Regions from separate parts of the Danio rerio genome. Here region 1 is linked to region 2. The links are chromatin contacts, called in public Hi-C maps. All regions are on one chromosome and are shown on one strand. The core of a region is the stretch at or near the end of the contact, and the rest is flanking DNA. Distances in the headings are between cores, read along the strand shown.

Region 1 (4,737 bases), core at 820-3,319, 150 kb after region 2:
TGGATTAATTTGACAGAACTCATTTTAATTTGTTTTTGAATTTAAATGGTTTGAGTTACCTTAACTTTTTGGGTTTTACAGTGTTGTATTATGTATTATATTACTGTATGTGTAAGAACTATTTAAATAGTTGAAAACAAAATAATAACAACAATAATAAAAATAATATAATATTTTTTGATTGAATGAATGAATGAATGATTGAATGAATGAATGAATGAATGAATGAATGAATGAATGAATGAATGAATGAATGAAAATAAATGTTTAACAAACTTTAACGATTTTGTTTAATCGGCTACAGAATAAACCACTGCCTGAACCTTGAATAAACCTAACTGGCTTAGTTAATCTAGTGCTTTATATTACACTTTATGCTTCTATTTTGCAAAACAACTAGAAAAAATATTATGAACTGTCATCATGGCAGAGACAAAAAAATTGTTATAAGAAATGAGTTATTAAAACTATTATTTTTAAAAATTTGTAGAAAAATCTCTCCATTAAAACAAACAAGAGGGCTAATAAAGAAATGATCTGCCAGTGGAATAAGTGAAATAATCTTGTTTTCACTTTAAAATGTAGATATTTGGACCAGAAGCAAGACAAAAAAAGTCTAAGAAATTAGTTTTTATCGCATAAATCATATAAATGCATAAAAATAAAGTCATTAAAAATAATTCTGTAGCTTACAGTCAATATAATTCAGATTGGACAGTACATGTCTTTGCGATGTGACTTTTGCAAATGCGCACATTGCGATGTCGATGCTGAAACGCTATATTGTGCAGCCCTACACTTTGTATATTATATGCATATAATTTTAAAATAATGTGTAACATTTAATTCTTACATGTGCATTGTGACAATTATTTTTCCTTTGTCTTTTTTATAACCTCTATCTCGAAATTTACAAAGTAGTACCAGATATGAATTTTAATTTAAATAAACTGAACGTTTGATTTCCATCATAACCCTATTTATTTGTTCCATACAGGTACACTACCGATGAAAGGTTTTGGGTCAGTTTTTTTTGTGTTTTTTTTTTATGCAAATTAGTCTGTTCATCAAGGCAGCATTTATTAAACGTAAAAAAAAAGTTAAATTGTTTAGTAATTATTTACTACTTATTATATGTAGTTTCAAATTAAATTATTACTTTAGTCATTATTGCTTTTTTACTATTAATATTTAGGCCTATAATAATAATAATAATACTAATAATAATAATAAAAATTAATCTTTAAAATTACTGGAATAGTTATTTTATAATACAATAACATTTCACAATTGTACTGTGTATTTAATGAGCTGACTCCAAACCTTTAAACGGTAGTGTATGTATGTATGTATGTATATATGTATGTATGTATGTATGTATGTATGTATGTGTGTGTGTATGTATGTGTGTGTGTGTGTGTGTGTGTGTATTGATATATATATATATATATATATATATATATATATATATATATATATATATATATATATATATATATATATATATATATATATATATATATATTACAATGAGCAGTATTTTTGTCAGTAACTAAATGCAAAATAAATGAACATTACGGTCAATTTGTAGATGCAATCAATACTATTGTGATTAATGCATGCAAACAATGTACTCACGAATCATATTTCTGCAGTGTGCTTTCACAAAAGAGTAATGAAATATCAAACTGCTTAACTGTCGACAGTTTCATATACTACCGCATATATTGAAGCTTTATAGTAATTTATAAGAAGTCTGTTCAGCCATCAATTTTTTTTCAACATTATGATATGAAGCCCGGCTGACTGAAGATCTTCCAGCTGCACTTCATAAATTAATTCCCTGCACATGCATAATTCAACAGCCGCTCATCAGTATCAAGCATTTCCTTACCTGTAGAATAAATCCAAGGTGTCCTGGGGATGTTCAAATAAAAAAACGAGCGCTCCTTCTTGTTATTTAAATTCACAAACAAGTCATTACTTTCCTTCTGCGACGTCACGACCGCACAAAACGATGTCAGAGTATCGGAGCGCCAGATGAAAGAGCGCACGAGCCGCGCACACTGTGAATGACGACGGCTGTCAGACTGCAACATATTCAGCGTAGAGGCTTCCTGTTACATCATCAGCGCCAATCCCCGCCTCAATGCACACTCCAGCTCTCCGTACACTGACTGCTTCATCTCATTTAAAACACAACTGATATTACCATTAACCCTTTTGCGTTCATTTGAAGTAGTTACGCATAGGTGCAAAGAGGACGAAAAAAACATATCAAAGTAACATAGGCTATGTATTTAAAAAAAAAAAAAAAAAAAACTTTAGCAGCATTAATCTCGATGTTAACAACCAAAATAATTAATTACAATAATTAATTAATTAAAAAAAATAATCATTAATATTATTTATTATTTTTAAGGATTATTTTTCCTAATGATATGCTATATTAGGCCCATAGCTAGCCTGGTAAAAGGACTGTTTTTTTTGTTTTTTTTTTTCTCAAAAAGTGGACTTTCTACAGTTATGTGACTCATTTTCTATTTAATTATGAGCTTTATATACAGCATTTTAGTGGCATTTTAAGCACTATTTTTATTTTTAAATAAGTTTGTGAGATGGTCAAACTTTTTGATGTACCAAAAACATTTCCTAAAGACTTAGAATAAAGAAATCTGGAAAAAAAAGGATTCTTATATTTAACATACAATTTCATTGCATTATATATCACTAGGGGGGAAATATGAACCTGTTAAATTTTTAAAGTAAAATCTGTAGCCTATTTTCAGATATGAGGCACATAACAAACTGGCCAGTATATACACACACACACACACACACACACACACACACATATATATATATATATATATATATATATATATATATATATATATATATATATATATATATATATATATATATATAATATAGAGCTTCACCATTTTTCTAGCCTCTTTTAAAAAGTAGTTTGATAATTCTTGGTTAACAACAAAAGTAACTTTATTATGGGCCACCTTTGGTGCTTCACAACATTTAATTGGTCATTTTTTCCTTCAAGAATAAGGTCCAAGATTTAGAATAAAATGTTTTTTTTTCTATTTAACAACAATACAGTAAGAGTTGACTTTATTTGCAGGTCTTACTTTAGGTCTTAAAGGCTTTTTTAATAATTTTTTTTTTGATAATTCATGATGGTATAAGGTCAAAATAGGACAAATAAGCTATTTGGGACAAATACTGGACCTTAGTCTCTCGGGGCTGGTTCTTTCGAACCACCCAACACCCAAAATTAAATTAAATTAATATATTTAAAATATTTAAACTGAATTTGTTTAAATTCAGCTAATATAAGTTGTTTACAAGCATTTAGCAAAAAAAAAAAAAAAAAAAAGTAAATCCAATGAATATTTTTTTTCAGTGAAGCACTAAGTTGTACTTTAATTACTCTTAGATCAGTGTATTGTAAATGATCATTGTCACATACAATAAATAAATAAATAAACTCCCCCTAACACAAGTGTTTCAAAACATAATCTGATATCTTAACAATGCAAGCAAATAATTAGAATTACATAATTTTTATTCATTCGGACTGCAGTGCTCAAAAGATTGATCTCCTAATTAACGCTTGATTCCACCTTAAGGATGTAATCCCGCCAATCAGTCAATTTGAGGAAAAAGTCTCAAATTGGAAGATCTAGAGAAGGGGTGCCCAAACTGAGTTTGGACACCTCTGATCTAAAGCACAGACTGACATCGTGTTCTCAAGACTTTTTCTTGTAGTTGTTTGTATCTACATGTAGCCTGAAAGTATACTCAAACTAGATGCATTTAGTAACATTTGTAGTCTGACCTACAGTAACATCTGAAATCAGAGGATAATGTAGATCAGAATACACTTAATATCCCTCAAAACGCAAAAAAAAAAAAAAAAAAAAAACTTAAATACATTTTATTAATAAACTAGATGTGATGAAAAATTAATACATTAAGGACCGAAGCATGTATTAGAAAAACTGACCGAAAAATATATATATATTTTTCATTCTTTTAAAACCTGTTTTAATCATTTTTATATCAAAATTTAATCATTTTATCAATAGGTGCAGTTTACCAAATGCTTTACATTTTTTATATAGTGCATAAATGTTAAAGACACCTCAAACTAAAAAGCTCCTCTTGCAGACTTTAAGATACACAATGATCCTTACCAGTAACAAAGCCACCAAAACATGATTCAAATAAAAGTGTTTAATAAGAGTACATATTTAAGTATGCATTTTCACCACTGTCAGTGGAGTCCAATATGTCTTCTTAAGAGTAACAGCTCCATCTTGTGTAGAAAACAGAACAAGTCATATAAGAAGGGTTTTTTTTTTGTGTGTGTATCTGCTTGCTTTTTTCTCACATGTATTAAGAAGTCCTACTGTATAGCATGTTACTTACTGGAAGTTAAAGATGTTAGTAATTTAGTTATGCAGTCAAAAATGCATGCAAATCCAAAATGTAGTACATTAATACATAAACTCAACATATGATGATTTATCACTGCGTCCTGGATATACAGTTGAGGTCAGAATTATTAGCCCCCCTGAATTATTGACCCTCTTGTTTATTTTTTCCCCCAGTTTCTGTTTAACGGAGGAAAGGTTATTTAACACTTTTCTAAACTTAATAGTTTTAATGGCTCATTTCTAATAACTGATTAATTTTATCTTCGCCATGATGACAGTA
Region 2 (5,108 bases), core at 252-2,751:
CATGCAAACTCCACACAGAAATGCCAACTGACCCTGCTGTGACCCAGCGACCTTCTTGATGTGAGGCGACAGTGCTGTGCAGGGGCGGACTGGGACTAAAAATCAGCCCTGGCATTGTAGCCACACCAGCCCACATTACCACACCGACACAGCACCACCCAAGGACACACACATTCACTACTTATATTGGTGTACAGATGGTAAAATTATATAAGCAGTACCTATTTAAGAGATATTTAAACATTTAATGTATGTGACTGAAACAAAAACAACCCATTCATATATGCAATCATCTCATTCATTTTCTTTTCGGCTTAGTCCCTTTATTAATCTGGGTATCGCCAACTTATCCTGCATATGTTTTATACAGGGGATGTCCTCAAAGCTGCAACCCATTAATGGGTTACCCAATTCCCTATTGGCCTACCGAATTCACCTATAGCATGTGACTTGTGAAGGAAACCAGAAGGAAACTCACGCGAACATGCAAACTCCACACAGAAACACCAACTGACCCAGATGAGGCTCAAACCAGCGACTTTCTTGCTGTGAGGCGACAGCACTACCTACTGTGCCACTGCACTGCCCCATTTCGAGACTAGTTCAGTTAATTTTATGTATTTGGCAATGTCTGACTTGACTGCCTTTCTCTTTTTATGGTCCATCTCTGTCAATTAGCTTGTGTTGCACTTACTGTTTGTTTGACATTCTTGCCAAATTTTGATTATGTCTGCGTAACCTCAGATTGGGTCGGCCCATCTCGAAACCAGCCGGTTATTGCTGATTGACCAATGCTTAACATGTACTATTATTCTTACTATTATCACCATCATCATCATATTATTCACATCTCGCACGAGATAAAAGCTGCCTACATTTAAAAAACAATACATATGAAAAAATAAAAAAATTAAAAAATAGCTGACCGGCCCACATTTAAAAAATGGTCCGGCCCTTCTGGCATTTGCCAGAATTGCCAGATGGCCAGTCCACCCCTGGTGCTGTGTCGTTCTTTTTGGACGAATAATTCCTTTAAAATAATTAAGGAGATCATGAATAAAAGCATAACTATAAACGTAAAAAGTAAACTTTGTTACAAATGCTTATTCATGTCTTTAGGTAAATGTCAACTTGTCATTTTTAGACAACAGGTATCTAATTGCTTTAGCGGTGCATTTTATAGGTGGAACACTTTTAAATAAGATGAAAAATACAAACGGCTGCACAAGCATCATACACACACTTACATTCATAATCTCACCGTTATAAATACACCCTGATTATTTATTTACCATATAAACAAGACAAGTCAAAACCCAGATTTATAATCTCTCTCTGTAAGAAAAAGTGCACGCTTTATAAACGGGGTTCTGGTTTTAAAAGTTACCCAACTGTCGGTGAGAAAAGAAAGGATATTCATGGTCTGACCACTTCCTTTATTTGACATAATCGCCTCCCAGCGGTAGACTACTACTAAATGCATTCGTACTAAATGCACGAAGCGAAAGCGAAACCGGAAGCTTTTTCTTTTGCGTGCAAGCTGTTGTAGAAAATGGAGAACATCGTGACCAACAAACCTAATCTCATCAAATGGCTTAGTTTGGATGCGACTCATTTATTGCAGCATGTTCAGTCAAAAGGGATAATAAAAACTGAGGAGTACAACGATCTGATGTCCCTGAGTTCTTCTAGGATAATAGTTATCCACCTTTTGGATTTACTCATTGGAAAGGGTGAAAGTACGTGTCGGTCATTTCTGGAGTTACTAAAAGAAGATGATGTAAATGAAAGTTTTCCTAAGCTGAGAGAGTGGATCATAACAGTGGACACTTCGGGTAAGTTGCAAATGCGTGCACACTATAATAGTGTGGGCTACTTCGTTAATTACAGTTCATAAAATGCATGTGGCTTATTTTAGCTGGTGTGTATGCACAGAAAATGAAAAAATGTTTTCTTAAAGATCACATGGGAAACCTTAGATGTTAGGCAGTTTTTGAATGGATGAATACGCCCAATTGATGTAGGCTACATGTTCACAATTGTCACCATGGAAAAGCAGATTCAAGTTCAAGTTCAACACGTGGAATAAGCTACGTTTACATCAAACATGAATTAAATGGTGTCTACAAGCCTTACTGTTAAAATGTATAGTAATCTTTGGAAACTATAGGCCTTAAACCTATAAGCCATAAAAATACAATTATTTTGGCTTAATAAAAAATAAGATTTAGGTTATACATTTGTCAATGGCTACAGCTGAAATCCAACTTCAAATATTTTATGTTAACTGCTGAATAATGCATTAAGCTAAATTAAATACTGTATATGTTCTTGTCTTTTCCAGTGACTGCAGACATGAATGGAAGTCCAAGTCTCAAGGCATCAGGCACCCAAATAACATGTTTGTGGGATTTATTTATATTTATTGAGGACATTATGGGATTAGAAATGAACACAATTTGACAAATATTTTATGTAAACAGGCAACATCTCTGCATCCAAGGGCAGTCATGTATATGCACCTACCATAGCAGGTTCAAGTACAGGGCCCGTTGTAATTAATACAACAACGACTACACGTGGCGGATCAGACTGTAAGTGTAATTACAAGTAAGTTAGAAGTGCTATACATAAATTGACTGAAGCTATGAAACATTTTTTTATATTGAATAAAATCGCATGAAACTATTACTACTACTGCTGCTACTACTACTAATAGTGTCAAAATAAACGTGTTTTTCTTCTAAATTTTCAGACCAGAAAGATGAAAGAGACTGGGGAGGAGGAGAAACTGGTGACAGATCAATACAAGGTTAATTATTTATGACATATTTAAAAATATACACATATATAACATTTTTAATTTATAATTGTATAGATAAATCAAAATATATATATCTTTTGTATTATATTAATTATATATACATATTTTTTTCCAGATTGTCAGAAATTTCTAAAAGCAAACATCAGTGCATTGGTTCAAAATGTGCAGATGATTGATCCAATTCTTGATGATCTTAACCTGCACAAAGAATCCACTGCAAATGTGAGAGCGAAGACAACCAATCAAGATAAGATGAGGAAGCTGCTTGATTGTGTGAATTGCGAAAGCATCGCTAAGAAGCTGGTCAAGGCTTTGCTCAAGCATGAAAAAGATCTAATGATGGAAATCATGCAAGGGGTGCCCGCTCGTTAACTACACGGAAATGTAATTCATCTTTTTTTCAAGCATTGCAAAATTGAAAAAGTTACGCAGATGGAATAACTGGTAGAGTACTGTAGCTGTTTGCTGAAGAATTGGGTACAATTTTATTTATATATTTTAAATTGGTCTTTGCAGGTCCACAATGTACCTCACCATTGGAAACAGTCTTTTATCATTCCAGTAGCAAACCATGACCTCACTTGTAATGAAAGTTTGTGAAAAAAAAAATAGTAAAAGAGGTATTATTCAGGGTGTCCGCAGGGTCTTACAAAGTCTTAAAATGTCTTAAATTTCTATATATGTACAATAGGGCATGTGTTTCCTTTTACAAATATTATTGAGAAAAATCCATATTCTATTCTTAAACATAAAATCACTTAGTAACACATATATTTTAATCTCATATAGAAATAATTCATAACTAAAATCATCATAATTAATCATTGTTGTTATTATTATTATTATTATTATTATTAATATTAAGTTGGATATTGTTTCTTTATTTTTTGGAAAAGTCTACTTTTAAAATTTGACACATTAAAACCACTGCAGAAATGTTCTAACCAATAGGCCCATGTCATATACAGTAGGTAAGAGACACTAAATAAATAACCTACTAAAAATAAAATCCACTAATGCATATTTATATATAACCACTGCGAGTTATATATGTTTAGGAGACGTAATGAAAATTCCGCTTTTAAATATTAGATCACCTAATTTGCAGCAAATGAAAAAAAAGTTCATAGGTCTACTCTAATGTCAAGAGCAAATTTTTAACCTTGCTCTGATGGCTTCGTTTTATATGATTTGCGTAGAATCGATTTGAACCTGATTTGTTGGTTTGGTTTTTTAAAGTAAAACAGAAGAACTCACTGTGTAAGGTTTTAAATAGCAGTTGCAAAAAAAGTATTGGTGTAAAAGTATCAGGGCTATCCAATTTGTATGAAACACAGGTGTTAAAGAAAGCTCATCAGATTACATCTAACATAACCAATCCTCTGTTTGATTCATTTCAAACCTTTCCCGTAGGATCTCGGTAGAGGGTCCCTTTGGCAAGGACCAAGAGATTAAAAATTTATCATGTTCCTTGTGCAATTGATTTGCTAATTTTTAATGGGAAGAGGTAGCCACTGTTTTTACTAATGGTAATACAGCATGATCTTTTTCTTGTGTGTGGTATGGTATATATAATGTAAATTTATTATGCTGCAGAAGAAATAGTCCAGAAAAGAGAGCATAAAGTTTACAGTAAAGTTTAAAGTAACAGAAAATTAAATATAGTTGGACCAAAGAATTGTGTAACTCAGTTTAGCATAAAATATGGAAACAGTGGTGTTATGTACAGTCTATTAAGGGAACATAGCAATAACACATTTTTTAAGTAATCAAAAACTCTATCTTTATTTACAGTATGTTTTTTTTATTATTGAGAACTGTTTTTCATTGTTTGTTTCTTTATGGTCTTATTAAATTGCTCAATAAGTAAATTTCCATCCATCTGACCATATGAATTTGATAAAGAGTTATAATTGTAATGAAATAAATTTTGTTAAAAAAATAAAAAAATAAAAATAACTTGAGTTTTAAGTTTTTAAAATCTTTGTTGTTGATGTTCACACATTTATATACTGTACACTATCAAACACAAATGTTCACAAATATTCAGGTAAGGAAGATGGGTTAAGACAGCTCTCTGTAGACTAGTATACATGTTATATATATATATATATATATATATATATATATATATATATATTAGCATATTTAGACCTATTGATTGCCAAAGTATCTTCTAGTATTTACAATAGGGAAATTTGCTATATAGGTTGACAACTAACATCTGAAAACCTCCATAGATTTTCTGCTCAAAAGGATTTGAATTTATGCTGTCAACCATTGT

Evidence for each region. A called contact is a pair of places that touch in the nucleus more often than the background predicts.
Region 1: a Hi-C map of hematopoietic stem cells shows a contact between it and region 2, with 4 times the contacts expected there. The contact joins the promoter of calcrla here to the promoter of si:dkey-10c21.1 in region 2. A contact is called at or near these places in 5 of 18 Hi-C or Micro-C datasets (caudal fin, embryo, fibroblasts and 2 more) and 1 of 4 datasets of contacts at active chromatin or transcription factors (caudal fin).

What each region holds. Positions count from the first base shown.
Region 1 is chr9:44,148,534-44,153,270 of GRCz12tu, forward strand. calcrla (calcitonin receptor-like a) reads right to left here and starts at 2,070. Exons shown (of 15, transcript NM_001004010.2): 1 at 1,895-2,070. tfpia (tissue factor pathway inhibitor a) reads right to left here. Exons shown (of 7, transcript NM_182872.2): 7 at 4,240-4,737.
Region 2 is chr9:43,998,943-44,004,050 of GRCz12tu, forward strand. si:dkey-10c21.1 reads left to right here and starts at 1,502. Exons shown (of 5, transcript XM_073912327.1): 1 at 1,502-1,835; 2 at 2,345-2,401; 3 at 2,484-2,610; 4 at 2,756-2,812; 5 at 2,940-4,788. The coding sequence starts at 1,553. The coding sequence ends at 2,768.